Linked DNA regions of Sus scrofa: region 2 is linked to region 1. Evidence: chromatin contacts called from public Hi-C data. All regions are on one chromosome and are shown on one strand. The core of a region is the stretch at or near the end of the contact, and the rest is flanking DNA. Distances in the headings are between cores, read along the strand shown. Region 1 holds the start of ENAH (protein enabled homolog). Region 2 holds the start of SRP9 (signal recognition particle 9 kDa protein).

Region 1 (3,168 bases), core at 3-2,502:
CTCCATTTTAGATTAGATCCTTCAGTCAGGGGAACTCAGCTGAAACGGATCTTTTCCACACTGGTTATCTTAAAAAAATACACACCCCTTCTCAGGACTACAAGAGGCCTACAATTTGTCCAGTTTAAATTTTCATCTGATTTTTGGATTTGCTTTTGTATAGCTACAAACTCCCCAAACTATAAATTCTGGCTTTCTGGATGACAACCCCCAGCCTCGCCATTGACTTTGAGTTTGCTTCGCCAGCATTTTACGTTTACCTTTTAAAGGAGGTGATTTCAAGACCAAACGAATGATGGGAAATTTAAAACTATCGTTAGTTCACAACCCTCCCCGCCCCCACTCCCGGGCCGGAATTCCCTCTTTGCTAATGACGATAGAAAGCGGTTTCACCCGCTGCGTTTCTCATCTTCACTCTTGCGGCTGTTCACGATGCCGCGCGCGTCTCCCGGCGACTGCGTTTCCCCGCGAGTTGGCTGCGTTCTTTCGGGGATGAAGTCATCCCTATACATAGTGTGTGCATATCAGCTCGTTAAATCGGCACAGCACACTGGGATTCCTCGGGAAGCAAAGGAGCGAAGCGAACAATGATGACCATATTTTCCATTTAAACGTCCCCCCTCCCCCCAACCCTGGAGGAATCGCCGGGAGCAGCGCGCGGCGGGGGCGGGCCGCAGGGCTGGTCGGGATGCCCAGCGACTGGCAGGTCCCGATCCTGAGATAGCAACAGGGCGAGCTGAGGACAAGTCCCGCGCGAGGGCACCCGGCCGCCGGCAGATCCGGAGTCCCCCGGCCCGGCCCTGTGCCCAGTCACGCATTCCGGTCGCCGCCTCCTGGTTCTCCGCGCCGGGAGGTCCCGGCGCCCCAATCTCCGCACGCCGGCGTGGGGGAGACCCGGGAGCTCCCCCAGCCTCAGGGGAGTGGGAGGCCAGCGCGGGGCGGGGGACCCACGGCCAAGGACAGCCCGGGGCGAGGAACCCCGCCGACAGCGGGTTAGGGGGTGGGCAGTCCCGATCCCAGGGGGCTGGAGGGGGCGGGGTGGCAAAGCAACAAAGAGCCTTTGCTAACCCGCCGTCGCCGAGCCCGCTCCCGCCCCTCCCCGCTCTCCGCAGTCCGGCGGGGGCCCGGGCCGGCAGGGGGTGTGGGGGCGGCGCCCGGCCCCCCGCCTCCCCCCGCCCCGCACCGCCCCCTCGCCCCCGGGGGAAGGAGGGGAGGAGGGCGGCGCCTGCGTGTTCCTCCGCCGCGCGCCCCGCCTCCTCCCGGGTTCCTCGCGGCGATCCAGACTCTCCTCCCGGGCTGCCGCAGCTGCCGGTTGCACACGGCCTCGGCGGCGGCGGGCGCGGCGGGCGCGGGCCTGTGGAGCGGCGGCCGGGCGCGCAGCCTCGGCAGGCACCCCTCCGAGGGCGGCCGAGGAAGCTCCCGGGGGAGGAGGAGGAGGAGAAGGAGGAGGTGGGGGGCTGCGGCGGCCGCGGGACCCGCTCGGCGCCTCGGCCTCTCCGCCCCCTCCCCAGCTTTTCTTTCGCCCTCTTCTCTCCCACTCCCGGCCGGCGCCGCGGCTTTGTGCGAGGAGATGGTGTAGCCCCGCGGGCGCCCGGAGGAGGAGGAGGTGGACACTTGTCTCCCGGCCCCGAGCTGCGTCTCCGCCCCTGGAGGAGAGACCCCCTTCGGCTCGGCGCCTCCCGCGACTCCCGGCTGCTGGGGAAGCCTCGGCGCGGCCGGCACCATGAGGTGAGGGGCGCGCGGGGCGGGGGCCGGCGGGCCATTGTGCCGCGGAGCCGCGACCCCGCTCTCCCGGGACCCCGCCTTCCGTCTCCCGGCCCGGCGCGTCTCCCCGGGTCTCCGCTCTCTTTCTCCCCCTCCCCCTTTGTCCCTTCTCATTTCTCTTTCTTTCTTGTAATCCTCCCCAACCGCTCTTCTTGGAGGGGGGGTCCTCGTTTCGACGTCCTCCCATTTTTCCTCAAATGCTCCTCTTTCGCCCAGGATTCCCCTTCGTAAATTTAATTTGCTCCTGGCTCTCCCCCGCCCCCCGCCGTGGCCAGCCAAACCTGGGAGATGGGGAGGGGTTCGAGAATCGAAGCGTGTATGTTGCTGGGAAACAGGTATTTTTCCGTCTAGATGTAAAAATTTCGCGCAGTTTTATTACAGAACTCTCGTGTTTAATTAAAAAAGGGAGAAAAGTTTGAAAGATCTGAAATTTCTGCGGGGAATAAAGTCCTCTGGTAGCCCTAGGTGGAGGAGCTCCGAAAGGTGAAATTTTCCGATAGTGGGGGAAGGGAACGAATTTATTAGGCTTCTCTTTGGGGGGACGCAGTAAACGGCTGGGATAAGTTGTCCGGGGTGTGTAAACGGGGGCGGGGGAGGGATTTGTTTGGAAAACGCTTTTCTCTCCTTCCTCTGTAGCAGCCTGTGTTGCATTGCAGCAGCTGCTTTTTCCTGTCCCTCTGTAATCAATAGAACAGAAGCTAGATGATTTTTTCAGCCCCAAAGAATTGAATGTACCGTCGTAAAATATTTTTTTTAACCGATACGGTGAAACATATGGTGTGATATTTTTCGTTGTTGTTTCTCCAATTGTGTAAGAGAATAAACCATGATGTGGTGTGTCATTCATTGGAGATTTTTTTCAGCCTTTCCTAAGCCCGTTTTGTGTCCATAACCACCTCTTTTTGGATTGGTGCAAGACTTCGTGAGAAATGAGTCTTGGTAGACTGAAGGCTGATCCATTCTGCGTTATCATCCTTAAGGCCTTCCTTTTAGGTTAAACAATTGGGGATAAAGTACATTACTCCATTTCTGTCTTCTGGAAGAGATAATCTTACAGTTCATTTGGATTTGAATCTCCTTTGTGTTAAAAGATTAATGGCTAACCGTTGCCAAGACCTTTATAAAGTAATACAATGAGATTTGAAAGATACAATCTACACATTCCTTCGCTTTGGCAAGAAAATGTCAAGTCATTGGAATTTTCTCATTTTAAGTAATTTCCATTTTAAACTTTTTTTTTTTTTCTGTCAAGGTTGAACACTTTACTTTCCCATTTTGTTTTTGCATATGTATTTTGTGATATAGCTGTGTTGAGTTTTCACTCCAGCTTACGGTGGATTTGAACCATGTATTTCTCTGATTCCAAGTTACAGACCTTTATTTGAAGGGTTTAAAAATTGTTTT
Region 2 (3,103 bases), core at 405-2,904, 100 kb before region 1:
TAGGCCGGTGGCTACAGCTCCGATTCAACCCCTAGCCTGGGAACCTCCATATGCCGCAGGAGCGGCCCAAGAAATAGCAACAACAACAACAAAAAGACAAAAGACAAAAAAAAAAAAAAAAAAAAAAAAAAATCAGCCAAAAACCAGTGGAAGGATATTATGAGGAGGCATAAATTTTTTGGCCACTGGGATTTTCTGAATGGATAAAGAGCCCAAAGGTTCCCTGCCTATACTAGGCTTTATTCTCAGCAATGCTCTGTAATTACCATTTGATTTTCATTTTCCCTGCCATTATGACCACATTCTTAAAATGATTCCTCTCGATGTGAATTTGTATGTTCTTTACTATCTTTTCAAATATTTTCAGTTTACACTGGGTACTTCTGGACAAAAATCTTGTACTGTCCTCATGGTACACTGCTTGAACAAAGAAACAAACGGCCCTATGAGCAAAGGAAATCAACCAAATGGAGGAACTAGAAATTGTGTCATAAACAAAGTACTCAATTTCAATAATATCTAACTCATTTCATCATTTATTATTACATCATTTTATTGCAAAGAATGGAACTAAGAATGTTTTATAGCACCTGTTACTTACCTAGGTCTAAAAAGCAAACAAGATTTTTAATTGAGGAGCGGCTTCAACTAGCATTTAGATGATAATAAAACTCAACAGGAAGAAAAATCAGGACCCAAATGCTAAACTGTCCGTCTTGTGACTTCTTTGCTCTTTAATAATAAGCAAACCTCTGGGATCCGCTTACTTTTTGGTGGGGGCCATGAATTACAGGGATCCTTGAACCTCCCAGTTATTTACAAACATTTACGTATAAGTGCACTTTTCTGAGGAAAGCGTGCAAGCATTCTCATGTTCTCACGAGGGCACTGACTTCCAAAAAATTTAGAGCCACTTAAAAAAAAATTTATTACAGTTGATTTACAATATTCTGTCAATTTCTGCTGTACAGCAAAGTGACCTACAGCCGCCTTTCTAAGGGCTATAGACACCTCCAAATTGAGGTCTTTCAACAACTTCTCTGCTGTCGCAGAAAAACATCACCGTTTTTTCTTATACGAGGTGATACCGGAAAAGGGCACTAAGACACTAAGGGACAGAAGGTTGAACCAGTAGGGGGAGGAGCCCCGCCCTTAGAGACACGTAAACCCGCGACCATCGAGGTTAAGTTCAGGGATTTCGGGCGGCGTCTTCCTAAAAGCCCTGAAATGACCCCTGATTTTGCCGGTTTCCGGGCTTCCTGGGGGCGTTAATAAGGGAGGAGACGGAAGAAACAATCACACTTGGCGGGGTCCGTCTCTCCTCACTCTCAGCACCTCCTAAGTAGCTGGAGAAGCTCCGGAGGCCGAGCGGCGGGGAAAAAAGCCATCCTGACCCAGAGACAGATGCACAGACCCCGCCAGCGATTTACCTTCATGGGGTCAGCGAGGTAGAGTTTCTCGGCCGCGCGGCTGAACTCCTCCCAAGTCTGGTACTGCGGCATCGTGGGTCCGCGGGGGCACAGTTGACACGCACCGCTGAAGACCCGAGGCGCGGCTATACTCCGTGGCCCACCTACCTCCCTGCCTCCCGCAGCCACTCACCGAGGCAGGGGCCCAACCGCTCAAAGATGGTGGCCCCTCCTCGCACCAACGCCTCGCTCCATTGGGCGGTCCGGACTGCCCTCGCCCAATGGGAAGGAGGGATATTGCCCAGGAGGAGGCGGAGCCCCGAGCATACGGCTCTGAGAGCTGGCCCCGAGGAGTTGAGAGCAGAGCGATGACGGAGGCCACCACAGCGCCCTCTATAGGACTGGAGGAGCAGTGGGAGGGTCTGTCCCGCAGTCTTTTGGGCTGACCAGCTCTTCTAAAGCCCAGGTTCCTTCTGCAAAGATTGAGCGGCTCAGTGAAAAGCGCTGGAGCTGCAAAAACGAAGATGATAGGGTGCAGCTGTCACACCTACAGCTTAGTAAAAGGGAAATGAGACATAAGCACAAGAATGCAGCCAAAGACTTTATATGATAGACATTTGTTTCGGGACATCGGAACACAAAGGAAGGATGATCACGTGTGGGTGGAGGGATCGCTAATGATGTTGGTGCAGGCTGAATCTTGATAAACATGGTGGATGTTCTATAACAGGTAGTCCAGGCCGGCCAAGACATCTAGGCCCGTTTGAGGTTTGTAGAGTATTTAATGTGAGGAGTGTTTGCGGGGTGGGGGAAGGGAAGAATCAATGGAAGGAATCATGTCGTCACTTAAGCCAGGAGAAGAAATTTGAACTCTGTTCTCTAAGTAATGGAGTGATCAGAAGGGTGTTTTTCCTTAATCAAGTTTATTGAAGTATATTTTATGTAATAAAACATACTAATTTTAAGCATATAGGCTGATGCATTTTTGAAAAATATATTTATATATTCCCATTGGGTATATGCCTATATGTCATAATCAAGATACAGAACATCTCTTCATCTCCAGAAAGCTCCCTTATGCTTCTTTATATTCAATCCCACCACCCTCACAGCTGCCCCCACTCACTGATCTGCTTTCTGCTACCATAGATTAGTTTTCCTGTCCATGGAAGGGCTTTAAGCAGATTTGCATTTTATCCGGCTCTGGCTGCACACAAAGACTGAGGTGAAGTGGTGCAAGCCTGGAGGCAAGGAGACCTCCTAAGATGCTCATGCAATAATATAGGCAAAAAGAGGAGGAGTTCCCAGTGTGGCTCAGTGGAAATCTGACTAACATCCATTAGGACACAGCTTCAATTCCTGGCCTTGTTCAGTGGGTTAAGGATCTGGCATTGCCATGAGCTGTGGTGTAGGCCAGCAGCTACAGGAACCTCCATATGCCATGGGTGTGTCCCTAAAAAGAAATAATAATAATAATAATACAGACTTAAGAGCTGTGGATCTGAATTAAGGCACTAGTTTAGGAATGGAGAAGAGGATGCCATTTTGAGATTTATGTCATGAATGATGTGGGGTACACAGGTGAGGAAAGAGTAGAATGCCTCTCAGGCCAGGGAAGGTGGGGAGGCCATTGACTGATACAGGGGAAAAGGAAGAACAGGTTTGGGGAGATTGGGGAGGACAATGAGTTCTGT

What was found. Hi-C and Micro-C count contacts between places; a contact is called where the count stands out from the background.
Region 2: a contact with region 1 is called in a Hi-C map of embryonic fibroblasts, with 4 times the contacts expected there. The contact joins the promoter of SRP9 here to the promoter of ENAH in region 1. A contact is called at or near these places in 21 of 47 Hi-C or Micro-C datasets (adipose tissue, alveolar macrophages, brain and 13 more) and 1 of 2 datasets of contacts at active chromatin or transcription factors (skeletal muscle).

The regions. Positions count from the first base shown.
Region 1 is chr10:13,607,431-13,610,598 of Sscrofa11.1, reverse strand. ENAH (protein enabled homolog) reads left to right here and starts at 1,252. Exons shown (of 13, transcript XM_021064410.1): 1 at 1,252-1,728. The coding sequence starts at 1,724.
Region 2 is chr10:13,710,089-13,713,191 of Sscrofa11.1, reverse strand. SRP9 (signal recognition particle 9 kDa protein) reads right to left here and starts at 1,654. Exons shown (of 3, transcript XM_003130540.6): 1 at 1,431-1,654. The coding sequence starts at 1,502.